Regions from separate parts of the Triticum aestivum genome. Here region 2 is linked to region 1. Evidence: chromatin contacts called from public Hi-C data. All regions are on one chromosome and are shown on one strand. Each heading gives the region's core, a stretch centred on a gene start, on an enhancer-like site or on the middle of the called end of the contact. The rest is flanking DNA. Distances are from core to core; before and after follow the strand shown. Region 1 holds the start of LOC123139134 (two-component response regulator ORR23). Region 2 has its middle 30 kb from the start of LOC123134811.

Region 1 (7,239 bases), core at 2,203-4,702:
CGCCCACCACGACGTTGATCCCCACCCACCATCGCCCATCGGCGCGCGCAAACAGCCATGTAGAACGCGAGCCCGACCTCGCCGCGCCGCCGATCGCCGGCCGGCCACCCACCAACGCAGGTACAGCGCCGCGATCAATGGCGAGCATGTGGCTACTCTCGGGTCACTACGAGTACCGTGTTTGTACAGCCGGACGGCGTCTGTCGGCTTGAATTCGACCATGCGTGCCAGCTGCATGCGTTCATTTCGGATCCGCGTACCGCGTACGTACGTACGTACCTGTACGCGCGCGCGGCCGGAGACATGCTCACATGCATAGGACGATACGAGCGGTGGACGTGTACCGGGTCGAAGCAGATCGAGCAGCTAGCTCCGTCGCGCGGCGTCCGTGGTCCGTCGCTCCGTGCTCCGTCACGTCGAGGAAATCGTAGCACTACGTGCATGCTGCACGCTACTGCCCGTGGGTGACGGATGGATGGATGCCGTCGTCGACGAGCAGCCACATCGGAGAACAACAACTTCTCAGACGCCTGTGTAGCTCCCAAAGTGCTATGCGTGTTGATCTGGAGCTGTGATGATCTCCATCGCTCCGGGTAGTTTCACGCTTTGCGAACCGTGAGCCCTCTGCCAGGATTGTCTGCGGACGCGTTTCAGCAGGCACCTAAGATTTTATACCTCAGATTAACACAATAGCATGTAGCACACAAACTACGTACTACTCCCTCCGTTCGGAATTACTTGTCCAAAAAGTAAATGTATCTAGATGTATTTTAGTTGTAGATACATCCATTTTTGTGACAAGTAATTCTGAACGGAGGGAGTACTCGTCATCGGGTATTTCGACGACTCATGCGGACCTGCCCTCTGATGGATGGCTGCCTGCTGCACCTTGGACTCCTCCTTCTCGTCCAGCTCGATGAAGATCTCATTGAGCTCCACGTCCGCCTGTCAAATGAAGCGGCGGTTGGCCTTCACCTTCGCCTCTGACTGGATTGAGTCGAGGATGGCTTGATGCTCCGCTGCCTTCTCTGCTTGGGCCACTTTGAAGTCGAGGATGGCTTGATGCTCCGTCGCCTTCTCGTTGAGCTCCACGTCCGCCTGTCAAATAAATGAAGCTTTGCATGACACTACACATATGTTTACTATCTCCGAGGCCCAAAAAACCCTCATCAACAGATGATGTGGATGCAAAAAAATTACATCCCCGCCTTCCAGAGATGTAAAATACAATACCTCGCGATGCAAATACACATCTCCACCTACAGAAGATGTAAAAACGCCAACTGCGCGCAAACCGCCTTCATTTCGTTTCCACCCGCCCGCCTCCTGTGCGCCTCCCGCCGCTCGGGCCATGGCCGACTCTGGCGACCCCGCTGCCGCTGGTTTCGTCGCCCCACCGCCGCGACACTGTCGCCTGATTCGAGTCCCCTCTGTGACGCCCCGCCCGATTTGAGTTATCGTCGCCGGCCATTCGAGCTCCCGTCGCCGGCAAGATGCTCGGGCGCCGTGCCGATCCTCGTCGCTCGGTCGCCGGCGCTCCTCTCGAAGCTCGGCCTCTGACGCTCAATCCCTTAGAGTAGTAGTTTTACATCTTGAAATACATCATCTGCTGGAGTTGCCTCTTTTCTTGAGATGTAAAATGCATTTTTTGGAGATGTAAATTTTTACATCTCCTGTTTTACATCTCCAAATTTGCATCTCCTATTGGCGATGCTCTAAGGATGGGTGCTCACCACACCTTTTCCCCTTCATGAAGTAGAGGAGGCTTTGAAAGCCACACATCCTAATACCGCATCAAACCATATGGGTTCCCATTGCTCTTTTATAAGAAGCGATGTGCCCTAATGGGGCTCAAATTTTCAAGTTGGTTGATGCCTTCTTTAAGGGTCTCCTCGATATGAAGAGTCTAAACTATGGAGTGCTGACTCCTTCCAAGGTTAGCGAGGATTTATGCTCCAATATAGTCCGGTTGCCTTGATCAGTGTGATCTTCAAGCTTGTGGCAATCCCTAGAGCAAAACATGCAATGAGCAATACTCGCGCCACATGCTTTGGCTTTGGTTAGATTCCTAGACATGGAGCCCCCCAATTTGCTTCCTTCCTGAGGCTCTTCAACGTTTCAGACAAATTCAAATTGTAGGATTTGTGACATTTGGATAAATCTCATATGACCCTTCGGTTTACATACTCTCCGTTGCCGGATGATCGGTCTCAATGGATAAACCTTATCACTTTGCTTCAAGATGCCCACCCAACTATCAAGGAAGACTCCTTTGTGCTGGCCCTCGAGTCGTATAGTTAGTTTTTCACAAGTTCCTTCTACACAACAATTCTCAAGGGGCGAGGATTCCAGATAAAACTAAAATCCTTTTGTGCAACTTGATAGAGGTATGTTGCCTAGTGGGGCTCAAGTCTCCAAGTTCCATGCCCCGTGGGACGGAAAATGCGAAGTGTGTGGGGACGATGAGGACATGGACCACATCTTCTTTAGATGTATTTTATCCTAGTTCATGTGGAGTTGCATCAGAGATGTTTTTGGGTGCGTGTGGGACCATCGTCATTTGAGAACTTCAATCTAAGGAATGGTCGGCCCCTTTCATGGTGTATCATAGCCTGCTTCACCTTATTTGAAAACTATGGAACCTTAAAAACAAAGCTCTTATTGAGGGGCACCTTTATTAAGCAAACTCGCTAATGACTTTTACAAGATGACACATGTTTTATAGCTTTGGAGACCTTTGAGAATGCGCCAAGAATCACTGTGTGTCAACAACATCATCTCAAGTCTACGTCCCCATGCGGCTACTCTTCCGTGGTGACTCAGATAGTGTTGGTGCTCGATCTTCAGTAGCGAGTTTTTAGTTGCTGATCTCCATCTCGACATGGCTATTTACTCGCTTTTGAGCACATTTGGCACTTTGTGGACGGACATCAGACCTCATGTTGTATTCGGTAAACCTAAGGGCTTCATAGTAAACCCTGGCGTGAGCCCTTTTTATGAAATAAATTACGCAAATGATATCCAGCGAACGTCAGACTGGGCCTCCTAGCAAACGCTCTATAAGACGTCTGATCACGATCGAACGAACGATAATTTTTCCGTGAAACATGGCAAATTTTTATGCTTGTTTGGCCCTACATGACAACTTTCACCTTTGATCATGCCAAATCCTACAAAAGTTGCCATGACAACTTGAGTTGGTTCCGCCGTCAAAAAATACGCACCCAGAGTCAAGGACCAAAGTCTCCTCAAACAAATCACAAGAATCACCCCTTTGGTGTGAGCCACAGAGAATCACATTCCTGCAGCAGTAGTAATGATCAGTTTGGAGGAGGCTCGTGGATGGACGGGGCCCCGCCTTCTGTTGTATCCTGGCCTGATGACACGCCACTCTTTTGACCCTAGCTCCCTCCTCTATATCCATGGCCGCCCGTGCCCCCTCCCCTCTCACGCACTCACTTCCCACCCCCCTCTTCCTCCCCAACACCAGCCCAAGAACCACCACGCCCCAGCTAGCTCAATCCAACCAAACCCCCGTCCCCTCCGCCCCCTCCTCCCCGCCGCGACCTCCTAGAGACCAGCCGCGGCGCGTACGAGCCGAGAGAGGGGGCGTGCAGTGCGGGATTGGTTGCGCGGTCACCTCCGGCGGTCGCCATCGGCGCCCTTTTCCGCCCATCTCTTTTGGCGTCCAACTCCCGGCCCGGCCCGGCCCCGCCTCTTGCTTTCCCACATCCCCGCTTCAATGATGATGGGGCGGTGGCGGTGGTGGGTTTGGTCCTGAAGCCCCATCCGTCCCCAGGTCCCAATCCACCAGCTGCTCCTTTCTTTCTCCCCCTCCCCGCTTCTCTTTTCAGCTAAGGTTGGACGGACGGCGGGCTCTCTTTCCTTCCCTTGCTGGGGATTGGGAGGCCTCGAGTCCAAGCCACCTCCCCCGTCCACATCCCCGCGCCCGCCTCCCTCCCTCTGCAATTGGCTCGATTTGGGCGGTTTTCTTGGCCTCTTGGTTGGAGCCTAGGGCCAGCGCCACCACCAACCTGCGCGTCCCGTGTGAAATTCGTGTTCTTGCACTCCTCCGAGCCTGTCCGGAGCGAGCTGCCTCTGCTGGGTCGAGTTCTTGGACTTCTTCCGGCGAATTGGTTGGCTTCGAGTGAGGGAGGGGTGGGGATTTTTCTGGAGTTGTTGTCCTCATGAGGACGGACGTGAGGAGGGGCGCGGCGGCGGCGGGGAGGGACCAGTTCCCCGTCGGCATGCGGGTCCTCGCCGTGGACGACGACCCGGTCTGCCTCAAGGTGCTCGAGACCCTCCTGCGCCGCTGCCAGTATCACGGTGAGAGCTCTTTCTTTTTCCTTTTCAGCTCAGGACTGTTAATTTCTTTAGGAGCCGTCTACTGCGTCAGGAGCGGTCAATTTTAGTTGCTCTGTTTCAGAAAATCTGCCTGTTCCTCAGTGTCCAGGACAACCACTAAAAAATTGCTGTTGGTAGTTGTCACGGCTCGCAAGTAGATTTGGTGTACTGAACATCATATATAAATGCTGCCTGCAGCCAAAGATTGAGTACCTCTAGATGGATAGATTCATTTGATTGCGTGACCTGAATTTATGATTCCCTTTTTATAGTACAGATGCACGAGGCATCTGATTTTTGCCATGAAAAATGCATAGGACCATTCCCCTTTTCTTGTATTGTTAGTTGTTACCCACTTTGGAAGAGTAACCTGTTACCAAGCGGTCTGTTTGGTAAGCTACCAACAGAAATTGTAAAAAAGGAAGAGTAACCTGTTGGTGTTTTTTCAGTGACGGCGACGAATCAGGCTGTTATCGCGCTGAGGATGCTGCGGGAAAACAGGGACATGTTTGATCTGGTTATCAGTGATGTGCACATGCCAGACATGGATGGGTTTAAGCTTCTTGAGCTTGTGGGGCTTGAGATGGACCTCCCTGTCATCAGTAAGTTCCAAGTTTTATCCATCTCACAGCTGCCCAATTTTCTTACTGATCTTGGTAATAGGAGCCCAGGAGGTACTTCTATAAAGTACATACAAAGATGTACTACATATGTGCAAAGAATCAATTCAGCACACCAAATCCTGTGATTTGTTCTTCTAATTTAGGAGGGGAAAATGTCAGTGCTAACCAATTATTTTCTGTGCAGTGTTATCTGTGAATGGAGAGACAAAAACTGTAATGAAGGGGATAACTCATGGTGCTTGCGACTATCTCCTAAAACCCGTTCGCATCGAGGAGCTTAGGAATATCTGGCAGCATGTCGTTAGAAGGAAATTCACTACCCGTGACTCTATTAATCTTGATACGTATGAAGAGTGCAATAAGCCACCAAGTGCGGACTCTGACTATGTGTACGGCCAAGTTACATGTGGGTCGCCCGACCAAAGTGGGAGGCCCAGCAAGAAGAGGAAGGAGTACCATAGCGAGGAGGAAGACGAAGACGAGGATAGCAGTGGTCAAGATAACGATGACCCTTCGGCTCCAAAGAGGCCAAGAGTTGTTTGGTCAGTTGAACTGCATAGAAAATTTGTCGCTGCTGTCAACCATCTTGGAATTGACAGTAAGAACTTACCAGTACCTCCCTCCTCTGTTGCTACTGTACTTTTTTTCTGGAGTCACTCATGTTGCTCACTATTCTTTCATGTTTATGCAGAAGCTGTGCCAAAAAGGATACTCGAGCTCATGAACGTTGAGAAACTCACTAGGGAAAATGTTGCAAGTCACCTACAGGCAAGCCACTTAATTTACTTCTTTGTAATTATTATTAGTAGTTCAGTACTCTGTCTGTTCCATACCGCCTAGCTTAAATCTGCACCGCAGAGAGCAGCTAGGTATTCAAGATGGTAGTGCATAGAACAAATTACTATAACTAGGAGATAATTTTTGCTGTATGTGTATTCTGCAAATTTTCATTGAGTTCTTCAGTGCAAATGATACATGATACTAGCATATACTCCCTCCGTCCCAAAATTTGTGACACTTATTTTGGGACGGAGGGAGTAAAATATAATATGCTGAGTGATTAACAGTATTAAAGTTGTTGTGAAAGAAAGCACTGCTGTCACCATGATTATAACCTGGAACAAATATACTTTCAATCTCCATACTAGAGCTGGAGTAAGTATGTATTTTCACTGTTTTTTTGTAAGTATTTTATTTTCACCTTTAAACAGTGCAGTTTCATGCAAATTCTGAAACAAGTAAATGTGTAATCTGGTAGAGCTGGAAAAAGGGACTCATTTGGAAACAAACTAAGTACTAGACGTGAATAGATAATTAAACACTTGGTATAACCTGCTTCACAAGTTTAACCGATTGCTTTGGTGTACATGCAGAAATATAGGCTTTATCTCCGACGGTTAAGTGCTGTGGCATCACAACAAGCTGGCATCGTTGCTGCCTTGGGAGGTAGAGACCCCTTTCTGCGCATGGATGCATTCGAAGGACTCCAGGGTTATCAAGCTTTCACCTCTCCTGCAGCGCTATCAACTTTCAGTGCACATGGATTGCTAAATAGTCCTAGAAACAACCAAACAGCGGTTGTGATTCAGGGGGTGGCTACTTCCAGGTCAATTCCGACTGGAAGTAGCAGTTGCACAACAAATCCTTTGATTGGTGATGCAGCTAAGTATCATCTTAGCCTACCAGGAAACCAGCATGGGAACTTGGGACAAGGTTTAGCAACATCGCTTGGGCAGGCCCAATTGCAACAGAAGTGGATGAATGAGGGCAGTGGTGATCTGTCCACCATCCTTTCTGGGAATAGCCGGGGTAATGGCATGCCTCGCATGCTCCCAAGTGTCACAAGCAGTCCATTACTACCTCCAGATCTCGTGGAGTGCACACAGGCCAAAGTAGCCATCCAGCCATCAGTTCGAGCTCCATCTGCAAGTGTAGAAATTCTCGAAGGTGCCATTGGAGCCTCTTCTGGTCCATTGGAGTCTCGTGTATGCCAGCAGAGCGCTCTTCCTTCATCTGGATTTTCTGCAAACATGTTGCCTGTGCATGGTTCATTCAACAATAATGGTGCTTCATTCAGCAGCAATGGTGCAACCAGATTGGGTGATGCATTCTCAGCAAGTTTCCGTCCAACAAATGACCTTGTGGTCGCAAGAGGTACCAAAGTGGGAGCTAGCTCCTTCGGTGGCGCGGTACATCTGTCTCCAGATACCGAGCAGAAGTACTTGAGCTTTGGAAGTTCAGACAGTCTGCTTGATCCGAAGCTTATGTGGAG
Region 2 (7,239 bases), core at 2,433-4,932, 140 kb before region 1:
TTTCGGCCAGCCCCGCTCCAGAGCGTCAGCGCCCGTATTCATGCCCCCCAGAGCAAACGCGGCGGCTCACTGGTGCCAGCATTGAAGCGGCGCGCCAGCCGAGAGAGCGCCGCCTGCGCTGCTTTCTGGTGCAGGCGACTATCGCGCGTTCAAACGACAGAACGGCCCGTCCGTCCGTCTGTCGGCCGCATTGTTGGCATGCAGTTACTATAGCGTCTCCACTAGGGCCACCTGTACGTCCGTCTGCCGCCCATCGGTGCCATATAAACCGGTGCCCCGGCCATAGCCATAGTCATCCCTCTCCACACCACTCCCCGCCATGGATCCCTCCGCTGCCAAAGCTCTTTGGGATGGGCTTACGTCTAAGCAGAAGAAGGCCATGGCCGCCATAGCTGCCGACTGGCAGGCCGGCAGACAGCCACAGGACGTGCAAATGAAGGACGCCTCCTCCGACGAGCCAGTGCCACCCTCCTCCTCCGCTCCGCCCTCGCCGGTGCATTGCACCCTAACAATCGGCGAGGCGCATGCCCATTATATGGACATGGTGCGGTTGAATCAAGTATATACACGCGGTTGTATCAAGTATATACACGCGGTTGCATTATCTTTCTCGTTAAACTTACCAGCAGGCCAGTTAATCCATAGAGAGAGAGGCCGTGTGCGCAAGCATACGGTATATGCTTTCGGCCTCGCATATGTATATACGTACGACGATACAAGTATGCCGGCCCTACCATGGCCATGCGTTTCGCGATCCCGTACTCACCCGAGCAAAAGTGCGCTCATGAGCCCTGGAGTTTAGTCAATCGGCAGCGCGACGAAATATATTAGCTTTAGTTGTTCGGTTTGTTCCTGGAGTCTCGCGGAAGCAAGCAACCTAGCTACTTTGAATATAACAAGTTGCCATAGATAATATTCTCTTCTCAATTTTTCACTTTCTACGTGCTCCAAGCATGGATGCATGAGCAGTGGGTATGACGCGATGCTTGGTCATCAGTGACTTGTGCATGCAGTTATGCTTACGCACATGCATGAGAACCAGCACAGTATCTACGTACGTACTTTCGGCCTCTCATACGTACGTATATTATATACATACACGTACCGATACCCTAACCTGCCGCTGCCGGGGCCATGCATTTAGCAGTGCACTCAAGTAAAATTGATTAAGCAAACACTCATTAAATAATCTGCATCACAATACAATATTGCTAATTGTTCCGGCAGTCTCGTGGAAGCAGCGTGCTCCTGCGTACTACTCCCTCCATTCCACAATGTAGTGCCTATAAATTTATGTGGAAATTAAACTTTGTCAACTTTAATCAAGTGTATAGAAAAACAGTTTACATCTACAATATCAAACATTTACATTCTGAAAATATAACTCATGATGTATTCAATGATGTGCATTTGGTATTCTAGATGTATCTATTTTCTCTATAAATATGATCAAAGCTTGTAATGTTTGACTTTTACAAAAATATATAGGCATTACATTATGGAATGGAGGGAGTATATCCGCCCAAGATACAATATTTAATCTCCAAAAGACAAGAGAGGCCAAATACGATGACTTGGAGACCGATGAAAATAGCGGCCGAAGAGATCGACGGAGGAATTGATTATTACAAGTAATTAGAATGACCTCATGAATCATATGGCGCATGCATATACGCTCTTTGATTCTGTTTTATTTTGCGGCTTGCGAGAGTACGTACTACGACGTGTCATGTTCGCATGTGCCACATGGATCCATTAGCAGTGGACGAGACGCAATGTGTTGCTCCACTATACACATGCATGCACGGCTGAATTTCACTGTCGTGTATGAATCGTCCGTGTTTTGTCGTCTGTATAGCACTGCTCTTTGTGGGGTAAGTAACCTGTACGAGTAATCGTACTCCAAGTCGTTCCCTTAATTTCACTACTGTACATGAACTGCTACGGTACACCATCATAGCTAGAAGGGGAAATAACTTAATTTAACCGGTCTATACTGGGAGAAAAATTATCTTAGAGCATCTACAGCCGGACGTATAATATCCGTCTCAAATGTCAGGGCAGAGCGCCCGGTCACTGACCGTTCAAAAGAGAAAACGACCCAACCAGACCTCTTAAACTGCGGACAAACGTCCGGACTGACCGGCGCCCCTCATATCCAGCACATAATATATGACGGATATGGGGCGGCCCGGGTACGCCCGGCGCGTCCGCCTGACAGGCCAAGCCCACCACCAACCCCACAGTTGTCCCACAAAAACCGCAATCCGGGGGCCTCGCTCCCAACCCTAACCACTCGCTCTTGCTCCGTCATCTCCTCCCCCTTTCTGATTCCGATCCCATCCACTCTGATGTCCAGCTCCGGCAGCGACTCCGGCTCCGAGTTCTACTACGAGGAGGAGATCAGCTAGACCTCCCGGCCTGCACGCAGCGATGCCAGGACAGCGCAGTCCGCACCGCCCCCACGCCATCTCCTTCCCCCGCCTGCCGCTCCTCCAAGCGGGCAGCGGTGGGTGCTAGCGCTCACGCCGTCAGCCCGCACGCGCACTTCGGAATCAGAGGAGCGCGCCGCGCACCGCGAGAGGCAGGGTGCATGGGAGAGGGACGTGGCGGCGCAATCCACACGCTGCCACCGCCGGATGCAGGTGCACCCCGACGGGCGCTGTCGTGGCTTGCTATTGAGCAGGCAGAGCGTGAGGCGAAAGAGGCAGCGGCGGAGAAGGCCCTGGTCACCAAGTTGAAGCGAAAGCATGACAGGACGGTTCGTCGGATGAAGGGGCTCGTCATCCTCTCCGACTCAGACTCCAACGACGGCTACCGCGACTGCGACCGCGACAGATGCACCTCCTCCTCGGACGACCAAGACCCTCCACCAGCTGCGGAGGACTACAACTGCGCCGGCACCCAGAAGGGCAAAGGCCCGCCGAGGAAGTGGTGAAGCTCCGCCGTCTCCGTCTTGAATTTCAAGTTTTTAGCAATCTAGTTTAAACTTGTCCATAGTTTATGTGAACTATATGTGGACTTTGGCGATCTTCTGAAGATCCTTTGGTGATCGGAATGTGCATTTCTATGTCCGATTCTATATATGTTCGATGATCTACGTTGTTTAGTTCCATGTTGCATTCTTAGTATGAATATGGGGTACCGGATATGAGATACACGGATGTAGACGACATGATTTGAGAAGTGCCCGGTCAGTGTCCGCAAACGATACTGGACGCGTCCACGGGCGTTTCAGGGCCCGAATTTGCCATCGCAGCTGTGATGCTCTCCACTACAGGCCACAATTTTTAACCGCTCCAGACTTGGGGAAAATGATCTATATTACTAGCCAGTAACAAGTTTTAACATTAAGTCACTTGATCAAGACACACGACTATGTGTCTATAATTTATGATCGAGTACGTACGCGCGAGAAACAAGGCATTAATTTTCTGATCCCTACACTTTTCAGTCGTACACACGCCGGCCATTTTGCATCTGAGATTTCGGAGGCCCGTACGTAGCAACGGATCCCTCATAACGCGACGCGACAAGCACGTACGACGGCGCAAGAGACGGACGAGCAAATGCACGTCGCTATCAACCGATCGAGTCAAATTTAACTTGCGATCGGTCCCAAGGGCGTGTGTGCGTACGTACGTACTATGTCGCATTAATTAGGTGGGACACGAACGTACGTACCGGTGCAAGCTAATGATGCTAGGTAGATCGATCGATCCAGTGGGCACGCATCATCTTCATCCATGGAAACAATGGAGTATTTTCACACGGTTACCCGTTACCATGGTCCGTGTAAGTGTAACCATGCAGCTTGTTAGACCCCATGCGTAAATGGGCGTACCGTGAACGTGCATGCATGCATGCTCTGATGCTCGGTTGATCGAGGATTCACAAGGTTAATTTGTCCGAATTAGCTACTTATCAGTCGACCGATTTTTCAGTTTGTGGTCAGTCGATTTTTGAACGAATGAAAGACCTCGCCAGAGATAAGAAAAGACCTCGCCGGAGATAGGGAAGGGACTCGTCGTCATCACCCCAGTATCTATCTAAGGGTTCAGGATGGGGTTGGTTGTGAACGGCTGGGGCGGGGGGCGGTGGTGGGGCGGGGGCGCACTTCGCCGGAGAGAAAAATCCAGTCGCGGGCGGGGCTAGAGGGATGGCCGGGGCGGCAGCTAGACCGGGGGTGGGTGGCGGTTCTGGGGATGGCGGGGCGGCGAGGCGGTCGCGGAAGCGCCGCCGACCACGGGTCGCGGTTGCCGGCGGTTCAGCCGGCATCACATTTGGCGGTTGGGGAGCTGGGGAAGAAAAAGATCTTGCTGCCACACGATTTTCATCAAACGGTTCAGGAATCAACTGACGCAAACTGAAATATTCAGTCGACTGAACTGTAGTCTCACCCTAATTTGTCACCCTAATTTGTCACGTACGTTCATGTAGTGAAAACCAACCACTGCACCGACGTCGAAGGTCGATCAAATCGGATGAGATCGTCGCCGTGTCAACGGATGCCGTCATGCCATGCCAGTGTGTACAGCTCTACCCAGCTGCAGTGTACGCCAGTCGCCTGCTGGAGCTAGCGAGCCGGCGTGCGTTGGCGCCGTCGCGACGTGCCCGCAAAGAGTGAAATGTGCGCGTCATCTTCGGCGTGCGCATACGTATAGGGTGCCATTCTCTCCCCTGCCCGGCCGGAACCCCGCGCGCCCACGTTGATCGATCTCTCGCGCGGGAACACGTTTCCCCTGTTGCTCAAACAGTAACCGGACACAGCTCCGGCCCCGCCGCGCCGTCAATCCCCGGTCGTCGCTGCACCGACCGATCAATCAATGGCGATGAAAATGTACGTGCATGTATGTATGGCGAGTCGTGCTGCCTGTGTGCGTGATGGGTGGGTGAATGGATGGATGCAACCATCACTGGACGGATCATATGCATTTCGCGTACGTTTCGGGACTCATAGCAGCACGGATATTGGTTGACTTTTGCCATTCGGTAAGTAAAAGCGCGCTCGTACGTGACGAAGCCCACCGGACCGGCCGACGTCGGTGACCGGCCGGACCATATGCGTGTGCAGGGCCAGGACCAGGGCGTGACCGGCTCGCGAAGAGTGAAAAGAACGGGCGGTGCCCCAACCCCAAGCCAGTCACCCCCCACACAGCTAGCGACCGTGGGGACGGGATGGAGAGCCATTTTTTCTCGTGCAGCGCGTCCGTCCGTGCCATGCAGCAGCACAAGGAACACGTTACACGGGCCGGAACCCTCGCGCGTCTGCACAGTGTGTCGTACGGCGCGGCCCCCGCCAACCCGGGCGATTGACCAACAAACGAACCCCGGAGCCAACCCGGTGCGGCGCCCACGACGTTGACCGCACCCGTCCGGGCCACCGGTGCGCGCAAGCATGGAGGGAGGTGTAAGATAATAAGCGTTCCCTACCTCTCGAGGGTAGCCGCGGTTCTATTTATATTGATATGGGCCGAAGCCAAGCCTCGAAGTACAAGAAAGATTACAAGGAGTTTGAGTAGAAGAAGTAAAGGAAAGGAGTTGGAGATAACTACGGAAACATATTCTCTAACACCCTTCCTTGATCTTAACTATCCTAGATTAAAATTACTCTTGAACTCCTCAAATGGTTTTGATGGCAATGCCTTTGTAAAGTCGTCTGCTACTTGATCCTTGAAAGAAATAAACTGTATCTCAAGCTTCTTGGCTGCAACCCTTTCTCGCACAAAGTGAAAATCAATTTCGATGTACTTTGTCCTTGCATGAAACACAGGATTTGCGGACAAATATGTTGCTCCCAAGTTATCACACCATAAACATGAGATACGATTCTTCTTTATTCCCAATTCCTCAAGAAGTGATTCAACCCAAATGATTTCTGCAGTTGCATTTGCCAAGGACTTATACTCAGCTTCTGTGCTTGACCGTGACACAGTGGCTTGCTTTCTAGCACTCCAAGAGATAAGATTAGACCCAAAAAATACTGCAAAGCCTCCAGTTGATTTTCTGTCATCACTGCATCCTGCCCAGTCAGCATCAGAGAATGCACTCACAAGAGAGGAATTAGAACGTTTGAAATGGAGTCCTATTCCCATAGTATGCTTCACATATCTTACAATTCTCTTGACAGCTGACCAATGTGCAGAAGTAGGTGCATGCAGATATTGACAAACCTTGTTGACAGCAAATGAGATATCTGGACGTGTGAGAGTTAGATATTGTAATGCTCCCACAGTACTCCTATACCTTGTGCTTTCCTCCTCCTGAAGTGGCACACCTTCATATGCTGATAGTTTTTCTGAGGAAGACAAAGGTGTAGGAACTGGCTTGCAATTTTTCATTCCCATGCGAGATAGAAGCTCAGTGATATATTTCTCCTGATTTAACACAATTCCATCTTGAATTTTCTTGACCTCAATACCTAAGAAGAAATGCAAATCACCTAGGTCCTTCAAGGCAAACTCTGAGCTCAAATCATGCAGAAGTGCATTAGTAGCATTTTGTGAAGAACTTGCAACTATGATATCATCAACATGTATAAGCACAAAAATGACTACTCCAGCCTTGTTGTAAATAAACAAAGATGTATCAGCTTTCGAGGCAATGAAACCAAGATATTTCAACTGTAAGCTCAATCTGGAGTACCATGCTCTGGGTGCTTGTTTTAAACCATAGAGTGCCTTGTCAAGCTTGCAAACATAATGTGGTGACTTCTTATCACTAGTAGAAAAAGGGTCAAACGTGAAGCACATTAGTGCCGGTTTGTATTAGAGCCGGCACAAATGTATACATTAGTGCCGGTTCCAACGGCTAGCCGGGCCGCTCTCATTAGTACCGGTTCGTGGCTAACCTTTAGCACCGGTTCGTGCCACGAACAGGTACTAATGAGGGTGGTGGCAGGATGTTGTCAGTCTGGGCCCCCTCCAGCACCTTTAGTACCGGTTCGTGCCACGAACCGGTACTATAGGTCCTTCTGCATATAAACCCTTAGTCCAGCTCGCTCTGTTCTCCCCCCTTTCCCCTCTCCTCTCCTCTCTGTTCTTCCTCTTCTCCCCTCGAGCTCATCACACATTTTGCCCAAAATTTGTCAAGATTTGAAGGCCCCCATCCATTCAAGCTTAAGTGATCACAAAGGTTAACAACTTTGTCCTTTCATCTCTCATTGCTAGATTAGCTCTTGCAATGCTTTTATATAGTTATTAATTTGTGAGTTGAGTAATTTGGGAGGAAATATATATA

What was found. A called contact is a pair of places that touch in the nucleus more often than the background predicts.
Region 2: a Hi-C map of leaf shows a contact between it and region 1, with 6 times the contacts expected there. The contact joins the enhancer-like site here to the promoter of LOC123139134 in region 1. A contact is called at or near these places in 3 of 5 Hi-C or Micro-C datasets (leaf and an unstated tissue).

What each region holds. Positions count from the first base shown.
Region 1 is chr6B:675,418,383-675,425,621 of IWGSC CS RefSeq v2.1, reverse strand. LOC123139134 (two-component response regulator ORR23) reads left to right here and starts at 3,452. Exons shown (of 6, transcript XM_044558933.1): 1 at 3,452-4,326; 2 at 4,794-4,946; 3 at 5,152-5,565; 4 at 5,659-5,735; 5 at 6,341-7,239. The coding sequence starts at 4,188.
Region 2 is chr6B:675,559,029-675,566,267 of IWGSC CS RefSeq v2.1, reverse strand. No RefSeq gene overlaps it. Among protein-coding and RNA genes, the nearest start is that of LOC123134811, 30 kb to the left of the region's middle. Within about 2 kb of position 3,682, at least 1 of the 8 cell types and tissues checked has an H3K27ac peak or open chromatin away from gene starts, as enhancers often do.